3 separate regions of the Sus scrofa genome follow, and regions 2 and 3 are each linked to region 1. The links are chromatin contacts, called in public Hi-C maps. All regions are on one chromosome and are shown on one strand. The core of a region is the stretch at or near the end of the contact, and the rest is flanking DNA. Distances in the headings are between cores, read along the strand shown. Region 1 has its middle 12 kb from the start of S100A16. Region 2 holds the start of S100A13 (protein S100-A13). Region 3 holds the start of SNAPIN (SNAP associated protein).

What was found. Hi-C and Micro-C count contacts between places; a contact is called where the count stands out from the background.
Region 2: a contact with region 1 is called in a Hi-C map of liver, with 5 times the contacts expected there. The contact joins the promoter of S100A13 here to the enhancer-like site in region 1. A contact is called at or near these places in 1 of 5 promoter capture datasets (liver), 8 of 47 Hi-C or Micro-C datasets (alveolar macrophages, embryonic fibroblasts, heart right ventricle and 5 more) and 1 of 2 datasets of contacts at active chromatin or transcription factors (skeletal muscle).
Region 3: a contact with region 1 is called in a Hi-C map of retroperitoneal adipose tissue, with 1.6 times the contacts expected there. The contact joins the promoter of SNAPIN here to the enhancer-like site in region 1. A contact is called at or near these places in 1 of 5 promoter capture datasets (liver) and 7 of 47 Hi-C or Micro-C datasets (alveolar macrophages, embryonic fibroblasts, mesenteric adipose tissue and 3 more).

What each region holds. Positions count from the first base shown.
Region 1 is chr4:96,040,612-96,044,659 of Sscrofa11.1, forward strand. No RefSeq gene overlaps it. Among named protein-coding and RNA genes, the nearest start is that of S100A16, 12 kb to the left of the region's middle. Within about 2 kb of position 1,855, at least 26 of the 83 cell types and tissues checked have an H3K27ac peak or open chromatin away from gene starts, as enhancers often do. A contact at or near this core is called in liver, mesenteric adipose tissue, omental adipose tissue and 2 more, where this site is marked.
Region 2 is chr4:96,004,915-96,009,171 of Sscrofa11.1, forward strand. It overlaps S100A13 (protein S100-A13), which reads left to right and starts at 2,366. Exons shown (of 4, transcript XM_021089809.1): 1 at 2,366-2,466. The coding sequence starts at 2,459. It overlaps S100A1 (protein S100-A1), which reads right to left. Exons shown (of 4, transcript XM_021089808.1): 3 at 3,950-4,102; 4 at 2,112-2,443. The coding sequence starts at 4,090. The coding sequence ends at 2,300. It overlaps CHTOP (chromatin target of PRMT1), which reads right to left and starts at 700. Exons shown (of 6, transcript NM_001243268.1): 1 at 391-700.
Region 3 is chr4:95,987,382-95,991,854 of Sscrofa11.1, forward strand. SNAPIN (SNAP associated protein) reads right to left here and starts at 2,096. Exons shown (of 4, transcript NM_001243486.1): 1 at 1,944-2,096; 2 at 1,639-1,685; 3 at 1,322-1,440; 4 at 143-774. The coding sequence starts at 2,086. The coding sequence ends at 673. It overlaps ILF2 (interleukin enhancer-binding factor 2), which reads left to right. Exons shown (of 14, transcript XM_005663409.3): 14 at 1-187.

The DNA of each region.
Region 1 (4,048 bases), core at 605-3,104:
AGTCTGGTCTTGGACTTTTCTTTGGGGGGGGGGGGGTGTTGATGAATGATTCAATCTCCCGAATAATTATAATTCTGTTGAGGTTTTCTAATTCTACATGATTCAGTCTTGGTAGCTGTATGTTTCTTTTTTCTTTCTTTCTTTCTTTTTTTTTTTTTTGTCTTTTTCTAGGGCTGCACCCTCGGTCTATGGAGGTTCCCAGGCTAGGGGTCTAATTGGAGCTGTAGCTGCCAGCCTACACCAGAGCCACAGCAATGTGGGATCCGACCCACGTCTACAAACTAGACCACAGTTGACGGCAATGCCAGATCCTTAACCCACTGAGCAAGGCCAGGGATTGAACCTTCAACCTCATGGTTCCTAGTCGGATTTGTTAACCACTGAGCCACGACGGGAACTCTGATAGCTGTATGTTTCTGATAATACATTCATTTCTTCTAGGTTATCCAATTTGTTGGCTTATAATTGTTCACACTAGTGTATTATGGTCCTTTATATTTCCATTGTCAATTTTGTGATCTTTAAAAAAAAAAAAAAATCTCTGGGCGTTTCCTCTGTGGCTCAGTGGTTTACGAACCCAACTAGGATTCATGAGGATGTGGGTTTGATCCCTGGCCTTGCTTAGTGAGTTAAGGATCCGGCGTTGCTGTGAGCTGTGGTGTAGGTTGCAGATGAGGCTCAGATCCCGAGTTGCTGTGGCTGTGGCATAGGCCAACAGTAACAGCTCCGATAGACCCCTAGCCTGGGAATATCCACATGCCATGAGAGAGGCCCTGAAAAGACAAAACACAATAAATAAATAAATAAAATGTCACAATATACAAAACATTTCAGAAATGATATCCCCTGCAATGGTTTAAACTAATGATGAAAAGTCTTAGCTGTCAACTTAAAATACATGCAAGGTGGAGTTCTCGTAGTGGCTCAGCAGTAACAAACTGGACTAGCATGCATGAAGATTCTGGTTTGATCCCTGCCCTCGCTCATTGGGTTAAGGATTGGTGTTGCCATGAGCTGTGGTGTAGGTTGAAAACATGGCTTGGATCTGGCATTGCTGTGAGCTGTGGTGTAGGCCAGCAGCTGCAGCTCTGATTTGACCTCTAGCCTGGGAACATCCAAACGCTGCAGGTGCGGCCTAAAAATAAAGACAAAATAGGGAGTTCCTGTCGTGGCGCAGTGGTTAACGAATCCGACTAGGAACCATGAGGTTGTGGGTTCGATCCCTGACCTTGCTCAGTGGGTTAACGATTCGGCGTTGCCGTGAGCTGTGGTGTAGGTTGCAGATGCGGCTCGGATCCCGTGTTGCTGTGGCTCTGGCGTAGGCGGGTGGCTACAGCTCCGATTCAACCCCTAGCCTGGGAACCTCCATGTGCCGCGGGAGTGGCCCAAGAAATAGCAACAACAACAACAACAAAAAGACAAAAAAAAAAAAAAAAAAAAAAAGACAAAATAAAATAAAATAAAATAAAATACCTGCAAAGCAGTATATAGTTTTCTTCAAAATTCCTTTAGGGGGTCACAGTAGCAAACTGTAAAGAAAATTTTTAGAAAGCAGCAGAATCACCAGGGAGGTAGGCTGTGCTGTCTGGGACAGCTTCAGAAGAGGTGTGAGCTGAATGGAGCTGGTGAGGGGCAGACCTAACAGGGAGGAAAAGGGGCAAAGAGCATCTTGGAGAAGAGAGGTGTGGAGGTCAGGGGCCAAGGCCTCGATGGGGGCGGGGGTCCCTTGAAGCCCAAAATGCGGGGTTTCCATGTGAGATCCCAGAGGCAACTCAGAATAGAGCTCCCTGCACTGTCCCTGGTTCGTGTCCGGAGACCCGCACGTCCTCGTCTCCAAGATTTGCAACAGCTGGCAGGAAATGAGTGGGTGCGTGACCTCAGGGAGAGGCTTGTTTCCAGAGGGGTCTAAGTGTAAGCCTAGAGTGCTGGGGAGAATGCTGAGCTTTATTGGAGGTCAGGGAAACTTAACAACAGGCAAGGCTGGGCTCCAGGGCCTGGAGCCAGAGAAGCCCCAAAGGAACAAACAGCCACTTTGAGGTCAGGCAGCTCAGCCGGAGGCCTCCTTGGGGAGGGATGGGGCCAGAGAAGGGCGGGCTGCCCTCCTTCACCCAGGAGTCCAGGGCCCAGACAGCCTGAGCAGAGCCTGAGCAGAGCCTGAGCAGAGCAAGGGAGAGGGGCCAGAAGCAGGTTCCCGTGGGAGGTCCCTCAGTGGAGCTGAGAATTGTCCCTCTGTGTCAGGTCTCACGCTGGCTTGCCCTAGTGTCTAAACTACCGGGACCGAGGTGGTGGGAGCCCAATAAGTCGTGCCCGTCCAACCCATCCGTAGCCAGACCTAACAGTCTATGGGGCCGCATTAGGGGTAAGGAATTTAAAACCACCTGCATAAGCTTTTGTACTTCCTGTATAGTTGGTTTCTCTTTCCCTTTCGATTCCTAGCAAAATTCCTTTTGGAAAATAAAACATTCATTTATGGTTATCCAGGGTCAAAATTTTAAGAGGAGTTCCCGATGTGGCTCAGTGGTGAACGAATCCGACTAGAAACCGTGAGGTTGCGGGTCCGATCCCTGGCCTTGCTCAATGGGTTAAGGATCCAGCGTTGCCGTGAGCTGTGGTGTAGGTTGCAGACGTGGCTCGGATCCTGCGTTGCTATGGCTCTGGCGTAGGCCTGTGGCTACAGCTCCAATTGGACCCCTAGCCTGGGAACCTCAATATGCCACAGGAGCGGCCCAAGAAATGGCAAAAAAGACAAAAAAAAAAAAAGTTTTAAGAAACACTTTCTCATCCAAAGCTGGGGTCAGAGTGTGGCTATGGCAAGTTTATTTTTTTTTTTTGTCTTGGAGATGGAGATGGAAGCATTGGGCATGGGTGAGCTTGCTGAGGGAGAGCAAGAGCAAGAAGAGGAGAGGTTCTGTCTAAAAGTCACCAGCAATTCTGACACCAAGTCCAGTGGGTATGAGTTTTTCCCCCACACCAAGCAGTTCTCTGCCATCAGCTGGGTGTCGTACAATTAAGCTCAGTTCTGATACGATCTACTAGAGATAGCGTCAGACCTACAGGTTAAGGGCTCAGTCCTCTAAAGCATCCCCCTCACCCCCACCCCCACTTCAGATACCAATCAAAATATGCCTGCAGGAGTTTCCTGGTGGCTCAGGGTTTAAGTATCTGGCATTGTCACTGCTGTGGCACAGATTGGATCCCTGGCTGGGAAACTCCTGCACGCTGTGCATATGGCCAAAAAAAAAATGTCTGTTTAGAAATCAGAGATTCCCATGACCCCTTCTTTGGGTGATAGAGCAGAATTCTCTTCCCCAGATATTCACCTGGCCCTTCCCTCAGCTACTTTCAGTTCTTTGATCAAATTGATCAAATGTCACCCACTCAGTGGAAACTTCCTTGATCGCTTTTTTTTTTTTTTTTTACTTTTCTCATTAATTATTTTATTTTACATTTTATTTTATTTTATTTTATTTCATTATCTTAGTATTTTTAGGCACATGAAGGTTTAGGCTTGGGCACATGAAGGTTCCCAAGCTAGGGGTTGAATCAGAGCTGTAGCTGCCTGCCTACGCCATAGCCACAGCCACAGCCATGCCAGATCTGAGCCGCGTCTGCCATCTACACCACAGCTCACAGCAATGCCAGATCCATAACCCACTGATCGAGGCCAGGGATCAAACCTGAGTCCTCACGGATGCTAGTCAGATTCGTTTCCACTGAGCCATGACAGGAAGCCATCCCATTTATTATTTTTCGACTTTTTAATGATGGCCATGCTGATTGGTGTGAGGTGGTACTTCACTGCAGTTTTGATTTACATTTCTCTAATAATTGACTGCTTTATTTAAAATGGAACCTTCCCACAGGCTGGTATGCCCTATCCCTCCTTCCTGCTTTATTTTTCCTCATGGCACGTGTAACCTCTAAAATACTGTGTTTTACTTATTGTTTCTTGTTTTCCTTCACTGCAATGCAAGCACCACGAGGGAAGATTTCATTGTTTATTTTGTCTGCTCACTGTAGTGTCCCCAGTGCCAGGCACATAGTAAGT
Region 2 (4,257 bases), core at 1,116-3,615, 35 kb before region 1:
GAAAGGTTTCCTAAATGGGCGTTCACCTGGGAGTTCGATCCCAGAGAGCACGCCACAAAATTTAACTCTACAGCTGCCAGTGCATTCTGACGTTCCCTAAAGCCGTGTAGTCCTCCTCTGAACTCCCATCTCAAAGCCCCGTCCGGGACCGCCAACGTTGCTCAACCCGCCCAGCAATGTTCCTTTCTATTCCTACCAAATCCCAACCTCCAGCAGCGAGTTTCCAGCTCGGGGCCTCCCCCGCCTCCCTCTCAGGGGCTCCGCCCCCTCCCGGGGCCTCCACTCCCCGACACCCAATCTGCTTCCACATCCCACCAGCTCCCACTCCACGACCGCCGGGCCCGGGCGCTCCCCAAGACTTTTGCCCTCCTTCTCACCACAGAAACGTACCGAAGGAAACGGACGCCAGTGCTCCTCCCGGGGTTGCCACCACGGCTGCGACAGGCTGGCCGGGGGCCGGCCGAACCTGAGTTGACGGTGGAGGGGCTCGGATTAACTTGGTGGGCGGTTGGTTGTATGTGTTAAACGGTAGAATGCTAGGTTAGTTCGTTGATGCTGGGTGGCTGTCCGGTCGGCCGGTTCGCCTGCTCGCCCGGCGTGCCCTTTCCTGCCTTTCACCACAGCCGCTGCCGCCAACTCCCGCTCGCTCTCCAAAACAAAATGGCCGCCACGCCCAGTGCGGAATGGGACCGGCTAAAATGGCGTCGACGCCATTACGTCAGACGTCAGGTCTGCGCACAGCGCAGGAGGCGGGAAAATTTGTGTTACGCCTGCGCGGGGGATGAGGCGGAGCTCCAGGGAAAAGGCGGGGCTTTAGGCTGTATTACACTCCGAGCCCCACCCGGGAAGGGGCGTGGCCAATATATTCTCTCTTGGGTTTTAAGGCGGCTGCAAGTTGGTGATTTGGGACGTTCAAGGCGGATTTGGTCCTCTTAAGAAAAGAAGTTCGTATTTCATTGCGGGTCCCTCCACCCCTAAAGCTAAGGCAGACCGACTAAAATTCTTTACGCGACATGACTCGGTCTTTCTTCCGAGAGCCACCGGGCCGGTGTAATTTGCGCTGGCTCCCCCCTCAGCATACGCCCCTTTTAGAGTTGTGGGTTGCCATAAACGCACCTGGGGACCAGTGCAGGGAGCACACCTCACTGGATCCTGCACCACGCACCACTGCCCGTCCATATTTTTCTCTTCACTTCCCTTCCCAATTTGGCCTGAAGATTGTTAAATTCTTATTTGGGGGAAGCTTTGCGTCCCCGCAACCTATTCCAATGTCTTCTCCCTCCATCTAGCTTCCATGTGGATTTTGATGCAGACCTATATGGCATTTTCCTTATACCTGGGCACACAATAAAAGGCTCAGATGGGAGTTCCCGTCGTGGCGCAGTGGTTAAGGAACCCAACTAGGAACCATGAGGTTGCGGGTTCGATCCCTAGCCTTGCTCAGTGGGTTAACGATCCGGCATTGCTGTGAGCTGTGGTGTAGGTTGCAGACGCGGCTCGGATCCAGCGTTGCTGTGGCTCTGGCGTAGGCCAGGTGGCTGCACCTCTGATTCAACCCCTAGCCTGGGAACCTCCATATGCCGTGGGAGCGGCCCAAGAAATAGCAAAAAAAGACCAAAAAAAAAAAAAGGCTCAGATGTTGGAAGAATGAGTGAATGAACATGTCCTCAGTTCCACCTCCACTCTCTTAAAGGCGCATGAGATCCTTTCATTTTCCTTCCTAGCATTTATACGTGTATGTTTAATGGTTTGGCACCCTTTACTGGACTTCACCTATGTGACAGTGAGGGTTGTGTTTGTTTTGCTCACTGCTGTATTCCCAGTTTCCACACAATGTCTAGCACGGGGTAGGTCTTCAGCACATATTCTTCGAAAGTTGAAGGGCAATTTTTCTGGCTTCAAAGCTGAAAAGCTGATGTCTCTGCCACTTCCAGCTGGAACCTTGAGCCTCTACCTTTCTGGGCCTTGAGCATTCCTTAAGTAGGAAGATGTAATGGTTCCTTGATCTTTCTCCAAAATAAGATCCCTCCCCAAATAAAGCAATTTGGGAGTGAACAGCCTTCACTTCCCCACCCATTTCCAAACCCTGAAGGACCAGAGACAGCAGCTGGTGGCTGGTGAGAGAGGAGCCTTTAATGAAAGATGAGTTGCAGGCCTGGCCCACTACTCTTGCGCCCCTGTTGGAGGGTAGGCAAGGGTGAGAAGGTGGGGAGGGAACAGCGGGATGAAGGGGAAGCAGGGTGAAGAGGCAGGTATGGCAGGGTGGAGGGGAAGGGCGCTGCCCAATGGGACCATCTGCTCAACTGTTCTCCCAGAAGAAGTTGTTACAGGCCACTGTGAGGGCAGCCACCAGCACCACGTACTCCTGGAAGTCCACCTCCCCATCTCCATTCTCGTCGAGCTCCTTCATCACCTTGTCCACAGCATCCGCATCCTTCTGGGCCTGTGAAGCGAAGAAATGGTGAGGTAGGTGGACAGGGAGATGAATATCACAGAGTCAGGGGCATGGGACTTGCTTGACTGGAGAGGAGGAGGCAGAGATGAGCAAGAGGGAGAATTATGTCTCATTATGAGACTTTTCTTTTTTTTTTTTTTTTTAGGGCCGCATCCATGGCATATGGAGGTTCCCAGGCTATCGACTGAACTGGAGCTGCAGCTGCCAGCCTACGCCACAGCCGCAGAAAACGCCACATCTGAGCCGCGTCTGTGACCTACAGCTCACTGCAACTCTGGATCCTTAACCCACTGAATGAGGCCAGGGATCGAACCCACATCCTCATGGCTACTAGTTGGGTTTGTTACTGCTGAGCCACAATGGGAACTGCTAATTATGGGACTCTTTCTGCCCTTCTCTAAACTAACAAGACACTTGTGGTTTCCTGTTGCCTACAGATCAGCTCCTTAACAGGGCAGAGTAATAAAAACAATTCCCATATGTTGAGTGCCTACAATGTGACAAGCACTGCACCAGGAGCTTTACAAGTATTGTCTAATTTAATTCTAACACACATAGCATGAACTAGGCTTCATTATTCCCACTCTAGAGAAGAAAGAAATTGACAGTTGGTGGTTAAATAACGTGCCCAAAGTCACACAGCAAGAAAGTGGCAGCACCAGAATTTGAATCCCGTTCTCATGAAATCTCAGCGCTGGTACACTTTCGACTGGCTTCTCCTTTTCTGCATCCTTCAGTCAAAACTACCGAGCATGCTTCATCTTCTTTCTCCCATGCCCTTGTTCAGATACTGTACCTTCTCCTAAAATGTCTGCATTTGCCCTAATCTTCCCGTGGAAATCTCTGGCTCAAGTGCCCCCTCTTTGGAGAAGCCATCCCACTTCAGTCCGGTTAATGTTCTCCCGTAGTCATTTCTGGCATCTCTGTTAAGGTCCTGGGTGCTTCCTGAGATTCAAGATTCACTTTCTTTTCTTTTTTCTTTATTATTATTTTTTAAAATTTAGGGCCGAACTTGCGGCACATGGAAATTCCCAGGCTAGGGGTTGAATCATAGCTACAGCTGCTGGCCTCCGTCACAGCCACAGCAACTCAGGATCCGAGCTGTGTTGTCTGTGACCTACACCACAGCTGACGGCAGTGCTGGCTCCTTAACCCATTGAGTGAGGCCAGGGATTGAAACCTGCGTCCTCGAGGTTACTAGGTGGGTTCTTTCCTGCTGAGTCCCAATGGGAACTCCCAAGATTTACCTTCAAGTGTCAGGCTTTCCCTTCTAGACTGTGAGCTTTGTTAATGATGCGTCTACATAGGGCCTAGCACTTAACAGGTCATCAATAAATCTGGGCATTTTGACTTGAACCAGGAGGAGTCGGGTAGCCTGGGAGAGGAAGGAGATGGATGGGCTGAGCTGGGGTGGATGGAGAGATGGCAGGGAGGTGCCCACTTTGTTCCCCCACCCTTCGCCCACTCCACCCTGTACCCCCACCCTGTGCTCACGTCCAGGAAGCCAGAGAGCTCCGTCTGCAGCAGCTCTTTCAGCTCCTTCTTGCTCAGCTTGTACTTGTCCCCCTCCTTGCCCGAGTGGGCGTGGAACACATTGATGAGAGTCTCCATCGCTGTCTCCAGTTCCGAGCCCATCGTGCAGCTCACCTACCCACGTCCCACCATGGAAGTGAGCTTCGGACCATGCCTGGGGTTTTGGGGTCAGGGCGAGGGTCCTACAGCTTGAAGAGCTATGAGGTTGGAGCCCCACCACAATGGATCTTTCCTGAGATGTTACACAAACAGACCTAAGTCTAGACTCC
Region 3 (4,473 bases), core at 846-3,345, 53 kb before region 1:
GCCGTCTCTTGCTTTCTGTACTCTTCATTGAAAATGATACTTCAGTCTTTTCATTGTGAACATTAGATCTCAATTTGAAAGCTGTATTTGAATTAAAGTAGAAGACTCTTGGAACCTTTTCATATACCAGAGTAAACTGGAACACTGTTTAAGCATTTATTGAATTAAATGGTTCTAGTAACTGCTACAGTAGTAGTCTAGCCGATGTGGTCAACAGAAGAGGGTAGATGGGTCATTCACCTTGACTTTGCCTACCCTTTTCTCTAAATCCTCAGTGCAAACAAAGGAAAATTGGAAGTCCCACGTAGAGGATACTGCAGGCGCCCCAATAACCTGGCGTGTAGCAGAGGAAGCCTCTCCATTGTTAATGAGGCTTGAAGATGGTAGAAGAGGTGGGCCTGATGAGTATGTAGCTGGGGAAAAAAAATGTGTAGAAGCCTCAGCTCATTCTTGGAAGCAAGAGCCATAATAAATCCTTTGGGATCCTGAGTCCTGCCACACATGGGTTTCTTTGGGCCCCACAAAAATGGGTAAGACTTTAAGTGCTTCAAATGCAAGCCAGAGGGCTGCCTTTTTGATGTCCCAACACCTACAGGGAGTCCTGGAGGAAACAGGCAGCCAGAGAATAGTATTTGTGCTGTTCTGTGGCCATGGGCCCCACCTTTTGGCCTGTTACTTGCTTGGGGAACCAGGAGGATAAACGCCTGAATCCAGCATTGCCCTCCTTCGGGCTGTTTCCTTGGCAACACTGTGGTTTAGCCGCCTCAGCCGTTCCTACAAAACAATATTTTGGATCAAATAACTATTCTGGAAAGATTTAGAGTTCACTATTAAGGTGCTGGAAAATATCTTAGGCTTGCTTCATCTCGATGTAAGTCTAATGTATATGTATGTAAGAACATAAATGACAGCAACTGGGTACTGAGAATAAATACAGTAAGTTCTATTATGGCTGACATTAGCTGGCAACTCCCTTTCCCCAAAGACTAAAAATTATGGTGAACTGTGTTAAGCATTTCATGATACCCCTGGAGAAGAGGAGTTCCTTTTGTGGCTCAGCAGGTTATGAACCCAGCTAGTATCCATGAGAATAAAGGTTGGATCCTGGCCTTGCTCAGTGGATTAAGGATCTGGCCATGAGCTGTGATGTAAGCCAGCAGCTATAGCTCCAATTCAACCTCTAGCCTGGGAACTTACATATGCCACAGGTCCAGCCCTAAAAGGCAAAAAAAAAAAAAAAAAAAAAAAAAAACTGGAGGAGAATACTCTGAGAACTTAAAAAGCAGAACAAGGAATCACTGTTGGCAGGAAATTCCTTTACCTGGGCATTCTGTAGGATGTTATTGACCAAGACGACTCGTCGCCGAGCATTAAGGAGCTTCTTTACATAGGGGTCGAGATCCAGAGCCACTTTCTGATCCTCATTTATGCGGCACAGCTCTGGGGATGGAAGGAAAGCGCAACTAAACACGTAATGGCCCGTTTCTTGCTCCTGGGGCTAGTGAGCTAGTAAATGCTTTGGAAAACACTTGTTCACATCAGAACAGTCAAGAGAAACTTAACAAAGTCCACTGGCAGCAAAGAGGTTGGCAAAATTCCTGAAGAGCTGTAGTACCCCGGGTATGCAGGGATGCTTACCGGTAGCTAGGTTGTCAATTTGTTCCCGGAGCTCTACTTGGCTCTCTCTGCAAAGGGGTACAAGGCCTTCAGTTACTGGAACTTACGAAACCCACTCCCGGGTTCCTCGAATGCTAAGAGAAGCCCGCCTCTCTCTCCACCTGCCGGTCTTCCGCAGTTCTGCCCTGCCCCAATCAGTTAACCAATTTATCCTTACTCCCACCTGAACTCCAGGCTGCGCTTGAAGAGTCTCCGCCCTGTCTTAGCCCCGCCCCTACAGAGCCAAACGGAGGAGCGTCATCGCCCCGACCTCCCCTCTCCTGCACCTGACAGCGTGGACGTGAGAGTCGAGCTGCTGCACAGCGGGTCGCAGGAACTCGAGGAGCCCCTCGGCGAAGAGGTCGCGGCCTGCAGGCCCCGCCACTGGGGTCCCGGCCCCGGACACAGCGGCGGAACCAGCCCCCGCCATCACGAACTGCCCTTACTCCCGGAACCTGCCGCGAGGGCCGCCGGGAACTGAAGCCCCGTCAAAGTGCGCCGCCAGGGGGCTCCCGGGAAGTGCCGGCTCCGACCCAGTCACAGGGGTTTCTGGGAAATGCAGTCTCCGGGACTGGGGCGGCGGGGAGAAAGGCTCCGACCTTCAAGCTCCGGGGAGTTGTAGTTCTTTATAGGCCTTGAAGGGGGGCGGGTTCTAAAGGTGCCTATGATGCTTCAGTGGCAGATTTGAACAGGATGGCAGTGAAGATGGGAGTGGGGAAGGAGTAGGGCAGGAACCGTTTTTGGCGGGGTGGTAATTTTTGTTTTCTCCAAAAGTCAAGGATAAATGCTTATATCCTCAGTTGTCCATAGCGTTCCCATGTTATTAATGAGGTCATAGTAAATGTCTGAATTTAGTGTATTTTTTTAACAGCACTAAAATATGTACAAAACTGCATGTGAGGAGTTCCTGTCGTGGTTCAGCGGTAACCAATCTGACCAGTATCCTTGAGGATGCGTGTTCTGTCCCTGGCCTCATTCAGTGGGTTAAGGAGCCCCGTGTCGCCCGTGAGCTGTGGTATAGGTCACAGACATGGCTTGGATTTGGTGTTGCTATGGGGTAGGCCAGCAGCTGTAGCTCTGATTTGAGCCCTAGCCTGGGAACTTCTATATGCCATGGGGGCGGCCCTAAAAAGACAACAAAGAAAGAAAACTGCATATGAATATTATTTTTTAATAGCTTTTGTTTTTATTGATTTATGCTTTTTTTAGGGCCACCCCCCTGGCATATGGATATGTGTGTGTGTGTATATATATATATGTGTGTGTGTGTGTGTGTGTACATATATATATGTAAGATCAATGATTGTAATAGTTTAACTCTAGACTGAGTTCTTTTGTGGCACAGTGGATTAAGGATCTGGCGTTATCACTGCAGGTGCTTGGGTTGCTGCTGTGGCGCAGTTCAGTCCACCTCAGGAAATTCCACATGCTGTGGGTATGGCCAAAAAAGTAATGTTGGGAGTTCCCTTGTGGCCTAGTGCTTAGGACTAGTGCTTTCACTGGTGTGGCCCAGTTTCGATCCCTGCTCTGGAACTGAGATCCCACACCAATTTGCTGCACACTGCAGCCAAAAAAACTAAATAAATAATAATGCCCACTCTCCAGTTCTTTAAGAATCAAGTCATTAGCCACTGCAGTCAGTGACCTAGAGTACACCCTGAAAGGAGTTTAGGAACAGGATGAGGCACTTTGTGCTCTGGGAAAACTGGCAGAATGACCCTCAGAAGAAAATTTTATGAAACTCTTCCTTGCATCTTCCCATACTTAGAAATCACTAGGACCGGAGTTCCCATCATGGCGCAGTGGTTAACGAATCTGACTAGGAACCATGAGGTTGCAGATTCGATCCCTGGCCTTGCTCAGTGGGTTAAGGATCTGGTGTTGCCATGAGCTGTGGTGTAGGTTGCAGACGCGGCTCGGATCTGGTGTTGCTGTGGCTGTGGCGTAGGCCAGTGGCTACAACTCTGACTAGACCCCTAGCCTGGGAACCTCCATATGCCGAGGGAGCGGCCCTAGAAAAAGCAAAAAGACAAAAAACAAACAAACAAAAAGAAATCACTAGAACCACTGACTAAGGTGTCTATTGCTGGAGAATGCCAGTAAACCTGCCACCGTGATGTAGGCTTGATTGCCCAAGTCTCTTTGTCAAAACCACATCAGCCCTAGCTTCTCCTCTTAGAGCTTTGGAACAGTCCTCAGAGATTTAGGAAAGACTGTCTCCCAGTTTATAGTCTTCAGGTTGGTTTGAAAAAATTTTTCATTTATTTCTTAGATTGACCATTGATTAATATTTTGGTTGACAGCTTCATCCTCACGAATAAAGAAAAGGTGTTTAAGTCACTGTGGAATAAATAAAGCTGAGGCACCAAGTGTGATGACTTTTTTTTTTTTTTTTTTTTTTCTTTTTAGGGCCATATGGATGTTCCCAGGCTAGGTGTCGATTCAGAGCTTATCAGGTGGTCAGGGTTATCAGAGCGTCCTTCTTGTTGGGAATGAGGCCCAGAATGGAATGGGGTACTGGCTTTACCTATGGAGGGGGATCTGAGACTCAGACTTCTAGCCTCTGTCAGTTCCAGGCAGGGGATGGATATTTCCTGGTCCACCCTGCCTTCTGGGAGGTCAGAACTTTGTCTAGGGGTGCCTATGATGCTTCAGTGGCAGATTTGAACAGGATGGCAGTAAAGATGGGAGTGGGGAAGGAGTAGGGCAGGCAGCCATCGTTTTATCACCTGCTTCTTGGGCGCTGCCATCTCCACATCCTCTGAAGGCAAATTCCCTGGTCAGACCAGAATCAGTCAGACTCCAGGACTTCTGCTT